Linked DNA regions of Anas platyrhynchos: region 1 is linked to region 2. Evidence: chromatin contacts called from public Hi-C data. All regions are on one chromosome and are shown on one strand. Each heading gives the region's core, a stretch centred on a gene start, on an enhancer-like site or on the middle of the called end of the contact. The rest is flanking DNA. Distances are from core to core; before and after follow the strand shown.

Region 1 (3,308 bases), core at 142-2,641, 82 kb after region 2:
ATATTTATTACCAAGAGAGAAAGTGTGTGACAGGCACTCTGTAACCTGGCAGCAAACGCACTTACCTGACGTAGGGGAGACTTGACCTGCAATCCAACTCAACATTCACTTGCCTAGGGTGCGAAGCCCCTGTTCCCTCACCACTGGGCAGAGCAATAGCTTTCTTTTCCTCTTTCTGTAGTCCAATGGGAAGAATAATCAGAGCTTCAAGTGGAACAGCACCAGTCAGAAAGGAAGGAATGACACATTCAGGTGTTTTGAAGCCCCCTACAGCATGGCAGTACTCAGAAATGGAAAATAGGATCTCAGTGCCCTCCAGGCGTGTATAGGATTTGAGCCTTGACTGCTCCCTTTCCCCTCACCCCTGTAGTACAAGAGCTCTGACTAGAAAGCTGCTACAAAAAACAAAACCATCAACAACCTGACAGAGGTGATCTGAGGTCACCGTCACTGCACCAGGGCTTCCAGGTACAGAAAGCAAAAAACCAGCAAGTTCTAATGGACAAGATACAAAAGTCCCTGCTCACCAACAGATTTTGAATTGGTACATTTAAACTGCATAGTTGTAATGTTTTAAAACAACACACACTCCCTTCTTAAGTCCAAATTTGGTACTCCAACAAGAAGAGTAACAATGAGAATCTGTACACAATTTTCTATATTGTCCTATAGTTTTAGTGTTCTATAACATTCTGTAACTAACTCACTCCCACAGAAATGGCACTTTCATAATACATTAATTGTGCAATGTTTTTAAGACATAGGTCCGCTTTTTTCCTTCTTCCCATCTCTATGTGAATTAATGTGACTATGCTGTGCCATCAGCCTTTTCTGCAATTACCTTTTTCACAATATAAAGACAAAAATTACATCCTTTCCTAAGCTAATATAGCACTTTGAGTACTACAGCTTCACAGATCTGTTTATTCTACTGCAAAGCTGTTAATCTTATCAGTAACATTATACTCTTAGATACATTTCAAGTTAAAAGTACGTGAAAAAGCTACTGGACTTCTATGTTTGAATATTTGGGGTCTTAGGATCTAGGAGTTAACATCCTTTGTGTTATTTTATAGCTCACTTTCCAGCAGGGAGGAAAACTATAGCAAAATGTACCATACTCTCCTCTTCTAATACCTTGCTCACTGCAGTGAAGGCTATTTTTAACACTGTGCACAGACACTTGGAAAATAAATATATCAATTAGCTGACACATTTCTGCAGCCTTCATCATGCTCGTCTACACAGGCTACGCATCGCCCTGCCTACAACCTCTCCTCTCTACCCACCGAATCACAGAGCCGCCCTCGCACATGCATGGTATTTTCAGCAAGGCACTGCAAACTACTGCAGTGCAGTCTGAGCCACGAGGAGACCGAGATCTAATCAATGGGCTGCAGCTGACTAAGCTAAAAAAAAAAAATGCTTGCTGAGCATAACAGCTCAGTGCCAGATCCTGCAAGCAGAGAGAGGCTCCTGGAAAAACATAGCAAAGCCTCTCCTCTCCTCTGTTCTCTAATAAATAAGACCAAGTTGCTAAAACCTCCATCACTTTCAATTAATATCTGTGGAACCACGGAGAATGTGTTGCTGAAGGCAGGGTGTCACAGAGAGGGGAAAAGCATAACGCTGTCTGTACGGCACCTTAGCGACAAGCCTAGCAGACTTGAACAAAGACCAGTAATGATGAAGGAGTTATTGTCAAAAAAATGACCTACATTAGCACTGAAGACCTTCATGACTCCACACACCTCCAGCATACGAGCACAGGCTGCTCATCATATTATCTGTCATGTCTCTGTTCCCCTCCAAGTTCAGATTTTCTACTCAGCCCTGGTTCTCTGTATTGAACACCCTCTGCTGTAAAAATGAAGGTGAGATGATGATTTTTCTTGTACGCTTGCTGCAGAAGATACTTCCAAAAATTTTAAAAGACAACCTTTCAACCCATTCTCTAGCTTTTTAGCTCTGTTGTCTAAAATATGTCTCAGCAATGAGTGCTTACAGTTCATTGCTGCATTGCAAAGGTCGGTTGTGCAACTGGGACAATACAGGGAATAAGAAGACTCTTCTCATCCCTGCCTCAGTCATGGCAGAAGGCTGTATTTAGAAGAAGAAATGGTTAGATTCATAGAAAAGGTCCATGTATCCCATAATGTCATATTTGTTATGGACGGTCTTGGGATTCACCCCAAAATGAACCTTTTCATGGAAGGGGGGCAAAAAAAAAAATCACAAAGGAAAAACTAGATTTGTTTCTCAGAAGAGAATCCTCTGCATCTGGAAGCAGTTATTAACTGGAGCTGAAGTAATAGTTACCCTCTATAACCCATGTCTTCTTAAACAGATCTCCAAGCCTTCCATGACTGAAAAACTGAGAAATGAACAGGTTAAACAAATGCCAGCTTCAAACTGCACCACCCCAGCTGGATGGGAACCCTCATGCTGGTAAGGAAGCAGATCTCATATCAGCATAATCTTATCAAAAACTACACTCCCCTGCCACCAAAGTTATGTAATTGCACAAATCCTGGGAAGATCCTGTGGGGAAAAGGGTACTGGAGGGGGCTGCATAAGTTTGAAAAAGAAAGGATAGCGGCCTTGGATGAAGCAATGGCATTGCTTTAAGTATTAAAGGAAGAAAAAAGTACTTCCTACGTCTCAGTAGCTTGGACAAAGTTCTGACTGACCCTAGATGACACTGCTCCCAAGCTACCTCCCCTCAGAGTCTACACATTTCCGAATTTTCTCTTCCATAAAGGTAAAAATGGGGTGCAAAGGTTCTGGAGGAACACCATCAGGATGGAAGGCAACATCAGTTCTTTCTCGTATCTCCATTTTTTAAATGTTTCTAAACAGATTTTATATTTACTCGCTGAGCTAGCTTTCTCACAGTCACTCACCAAGTGAAGCCCCTATAAATGCCTCAGAGTAAAGGGGCTAAGAAGTAAAGCACTCTAGAGCAAATGCTTTTGGTCACAGGTGGCAGAGATGGCCCAATACCTGCAACTGCTGCTACCATCGTCCTGTGACCAAGACAAAGATATGCTCTTTGCAAGAACAAGGCCAACAGATACTCAGACTACCTCAGATCAGTCCCAAGGTCTGAAGTTTTCTCAGGTACAATATGAAAACTCTGAAAAGCCATACGCGTATCATCAAGTGTCACCACAGTGACCTTTGTTTTGTCCTGTATTCCTTTCCTGATGACTTTTGCTACTTAAAGTATCCTAGCTTCACGAAGACATAGATATTCCACAACATCAAGGTTTCACTTATCAGCTCTACTTGTCAGCTCAGAGGCCACT
Region 2 (3,092 bases), core at 491-2,990:
GGCTGGGGGGCTTCTCCTTGCTCTGGTGTTTCTGCAGCCAGAAGCACTGCTGCAAAATCACCCCAGGATGGAGGAAACTGAGGCCAAGCAGAGGGAGGGAGGCCAGGAGGGTCCTGCCAGCCCTCGGGCACACACAGGGGGGACTGCAGAAGGGAAAAGCGCTGCGGTGCTGGGGTCACCCCAAACCTGCTCCGACACGCTGGGGACAGGAGGCAGCACGGGGCCAGCCCAGCAGCTGTCACTCTGCACGGACACCCACCAGCCACGGGCAATGACAGTGCATCTCTGCTCCCCGCCGCACCCCACAACGCTGCCAGCGCCTGGCGGGGCTCTGCCTGCTCGTGGGCAGCACACGGCCCTGTCTGGTGGGGTAGGGGACGAGCAGCAGGGCTGGCAGGGGACAAACCCACACAAGGAAGCTCCCAGAGCTTGCTCGGCCACGGCCACGCATGCTGGCAGAAGGGGATGAGCAGCAGGGGAGAAGAAAAGGGGGGTGGCCTGGCATTGCACGCACACAGCCTCCCCGACAACTCTCCCCCTGCCCCCCAAGCAGGCACCAGACGTGCTGTCACCCTCGCCAAGACCCTGCAGAGCAGCAGCAAAAAAAAAAAAAGCCTCAAGTGTTTTTCTGCAGGCAGGCTGAGAAGTGGGGGTGTCGTGACCCCACTAGACAGCCCTGGGGACGGCGGGGACCCTGAGGCCAGCGTCCTGAACACGCGGGGAGCCAAACAAAGGGAGCGTCCCGCTGCGGGGTGCGAGCCCCCAATGCCAGCATCCCACTCCCCAGGCTGGGCTGGGTATTTTGGGGGGCACTGCAGATGCTGTCCTGGAGGGCGATCCTTCCATCCTTCGAGGCCTGGTGAGGGGCAGCAGGGGCTGTTCATTTTTGGGCTGTGCCGGTTTCGGGACAGAGCCTGTTCCAGGGCTGCAAGGGGCTGTGGGGAGCCCCCCGCTGCTGCCCCTTTGTTCCTGGCGATGCGGGTTGGGGTTGGGGTTGGGGTTGGGGTTGGGGTCGGGGCGGCTGCGGGGTCCCTGCGGCAAGGAGCCCGCTGTCTGGGGCCAGCTGTCCCCGAGGGGCTGCAGCCACTGCCCAAGGCACCAGAAGACAGCAGGGCACAGCCAGGCGATGCCCCACAGGCTATGGGGGACCCCATGGGGCTCACCCTACCCGGGGGTAAAGGGGGGGGGGGGGACCCCCGACAACACCGCACCCTGCTCGGGCACGGCAGCACCGAGCCAGCCCTTACCCAGCCTGCCGAAGGGGAGCCGGTTCCTCTCGCCCAGCATCAGGTTGAAGCGGGGGTTGTCCTTCCTGAGCCGCCTCCACTGCCCGCTGGCCAGGAGCAGCCGGGAGACCTCGGCGTAGACGCTGCTGTTCTCGTCCCGCACCACGAAGGTGTACATGGCGGCGGGGCGGGCGGGGGAAAACACCCCCCCCCGGACCCTTTACCCTACCCTACCCCGGGGACCCGCCGGCTTCCCCAGGCCCATGGGGCCCCGCCGCAGCTTAGGCAGGGCCCTGCTCGGCCACCGGCACCGCCACCTCCTCCTCCTCCTCCTCCCGTCCCGGCTCCGCATGGCCGGGGCCGCCCGCCCCTACGCGCCGCCGGGCTGAGCTCATCGCGGGGAGGGACCGCGCCGGGCCCCGCGGCCGGCGGGGCGGGGAGACCCCAAATCGGCCCCGGGTGGGGTAGGGGGGGGACAGGGAGGGACAAGGGGACACACAGGGGGGTGCTGGCCCTGCCCCTGCACCGCCTTCCCCGCGGCGACCCGGAAGCAGAGCGGGTTTTGCAGATGGGAGAAGATGGCGCTGCTCAGCGCTCCTTAGCCCGCATCGGGGTGCTGAGGGTAGATCGAGGCTGGTCGTGGTGAAAGGGAACGAAAAACAGGTGGCAGAGCAAGGTGGCAAGCGACAAAGGGCCTGGCCACCTCTGGGGGTGATGCTGGCCCCAAGCTGCGAGGCAGCGAGGATGGGGAGCTCTTACACCGACACTCGTCCTGGGTCCATCACACTCCTCAAATCCTGTGTTTCTTCTTGGCATCTTTCAGTTTTCCTGTACTTAACCTTCCCAAGCATTGTTATCTAGTTAGATTTTTTCTGTTTACTGAAAATGTCTTTCCTTATACCCATTGCTCCCGTCTTCCTCTTAAACAAGGCTGCAGCCAACCGCACCCATCTCATGTCACAAATTCACAACCTGGAGAGTTCAGATCTCGTAACAAACCTCTCAGTAATAAAAAGATATGAGTTCTTGATTTGGTTAATGCCCCGGTTTCCTTGCAGACCCTATATGAGAAACGCCATCAGCACTGCCTGCTTGTGTTGGTTGCTATAAATCATGATGCACTTCCAACAAATCAACAGTATTTTCCTGAAGGGAACTGAAATGTGTGGTAAATCGGTGATGACCAGCATGCTTTTTCGTCTTTGACAACGTGAGACGATACGTGACTCAAGGACAGGGAAATCTCATTTTAAAAACGGCTCCTCACCTACGTCTTTTTCTTCTGCTAAATTGAGCAAAATGTTCTTAATGAAATGTTCTCCACCTTATGGACAGTGACAACAATTAGTGTTTCCAAGTTGTTATCATAAAAGACCAATTTTATTAAAAGTCTAAGGAACATAGAAAACACTCAACTGTAGGCCAAATGGGCGATAACAAGATTCAAATGAAAAAGAACTGTCTATTTTGTATCATCTTTGACTGGATGCTGACATGGACGTTGTTTAAATGGGATGCTAATTCTTACCGACACAAATCTTGGGATACTGAATCCAGTCTTTTTGAAGCTTAAAGGTTTTTCCTGAATATAAAATTGGAACAATCAGAGCTTAATTTACCTCCCCAAGAAAAAAACGAAAAGGGTTTTAAAGCAATATTACCTCAACTGTGCCATTTAGAATTAAACCATTTTATTTTGTGTGTGTGAGTTTATGTACACCTCTTATGTGTGAGGAGTGGCCTGTGGGTATGCTCCTGCATGGACAGAGTGGGAATGGAAACCATCAACCCCACTCATTTGGGATCCCACTTGTCTTCCTTTTGACAAGGCTAAGGTGGTGAGAAATACATTAGGACATTAAATCC

What was found. Hi-C and Micro-C count contacts between places; a contact is called where the count stands out from the background.
Region 1: a Hi-C map of liver shows a contact between it and region 2, with 3 times the contacts expected there. The contact joins the enhancer-like site here to the promoter of TTL in region 2. A contact is called at or near these places in 2 of 8 Hi-C or Micro-C datasets (liver and subcutaneous adipose tissue).

What each region holds. Positions count from the first base shown.
Region 1 is chr3:15,456,335-15,459,642 of IASCAAS_PekinDuck_T2T, forward strand. All of the region lies in intron 7 of TTBK1 (tau tubulin kinase 1), which reads right to left. Among named protein-coding and RNA genes, the nearest start is that of TTBK1, 45 kb to the right of the region's middle. Within about 2 kb of position 1,392, at least 1 of the 8 cell types and tissues checked has an H3K27ac peak or open chromatin away from gene starts, as enhancers often do.
Region 2 is chr3:15,374,089-15,377,180 of IASCAAS_PekinDuck_T2T, forward strand. TTL (tubulin tyrosine ligase) reads right to left here and starts at 1,741. Exons shown (of 7, transcript XM_027453543.3): 1 at 1,248-1,741. The coding sequence starts at 1,404.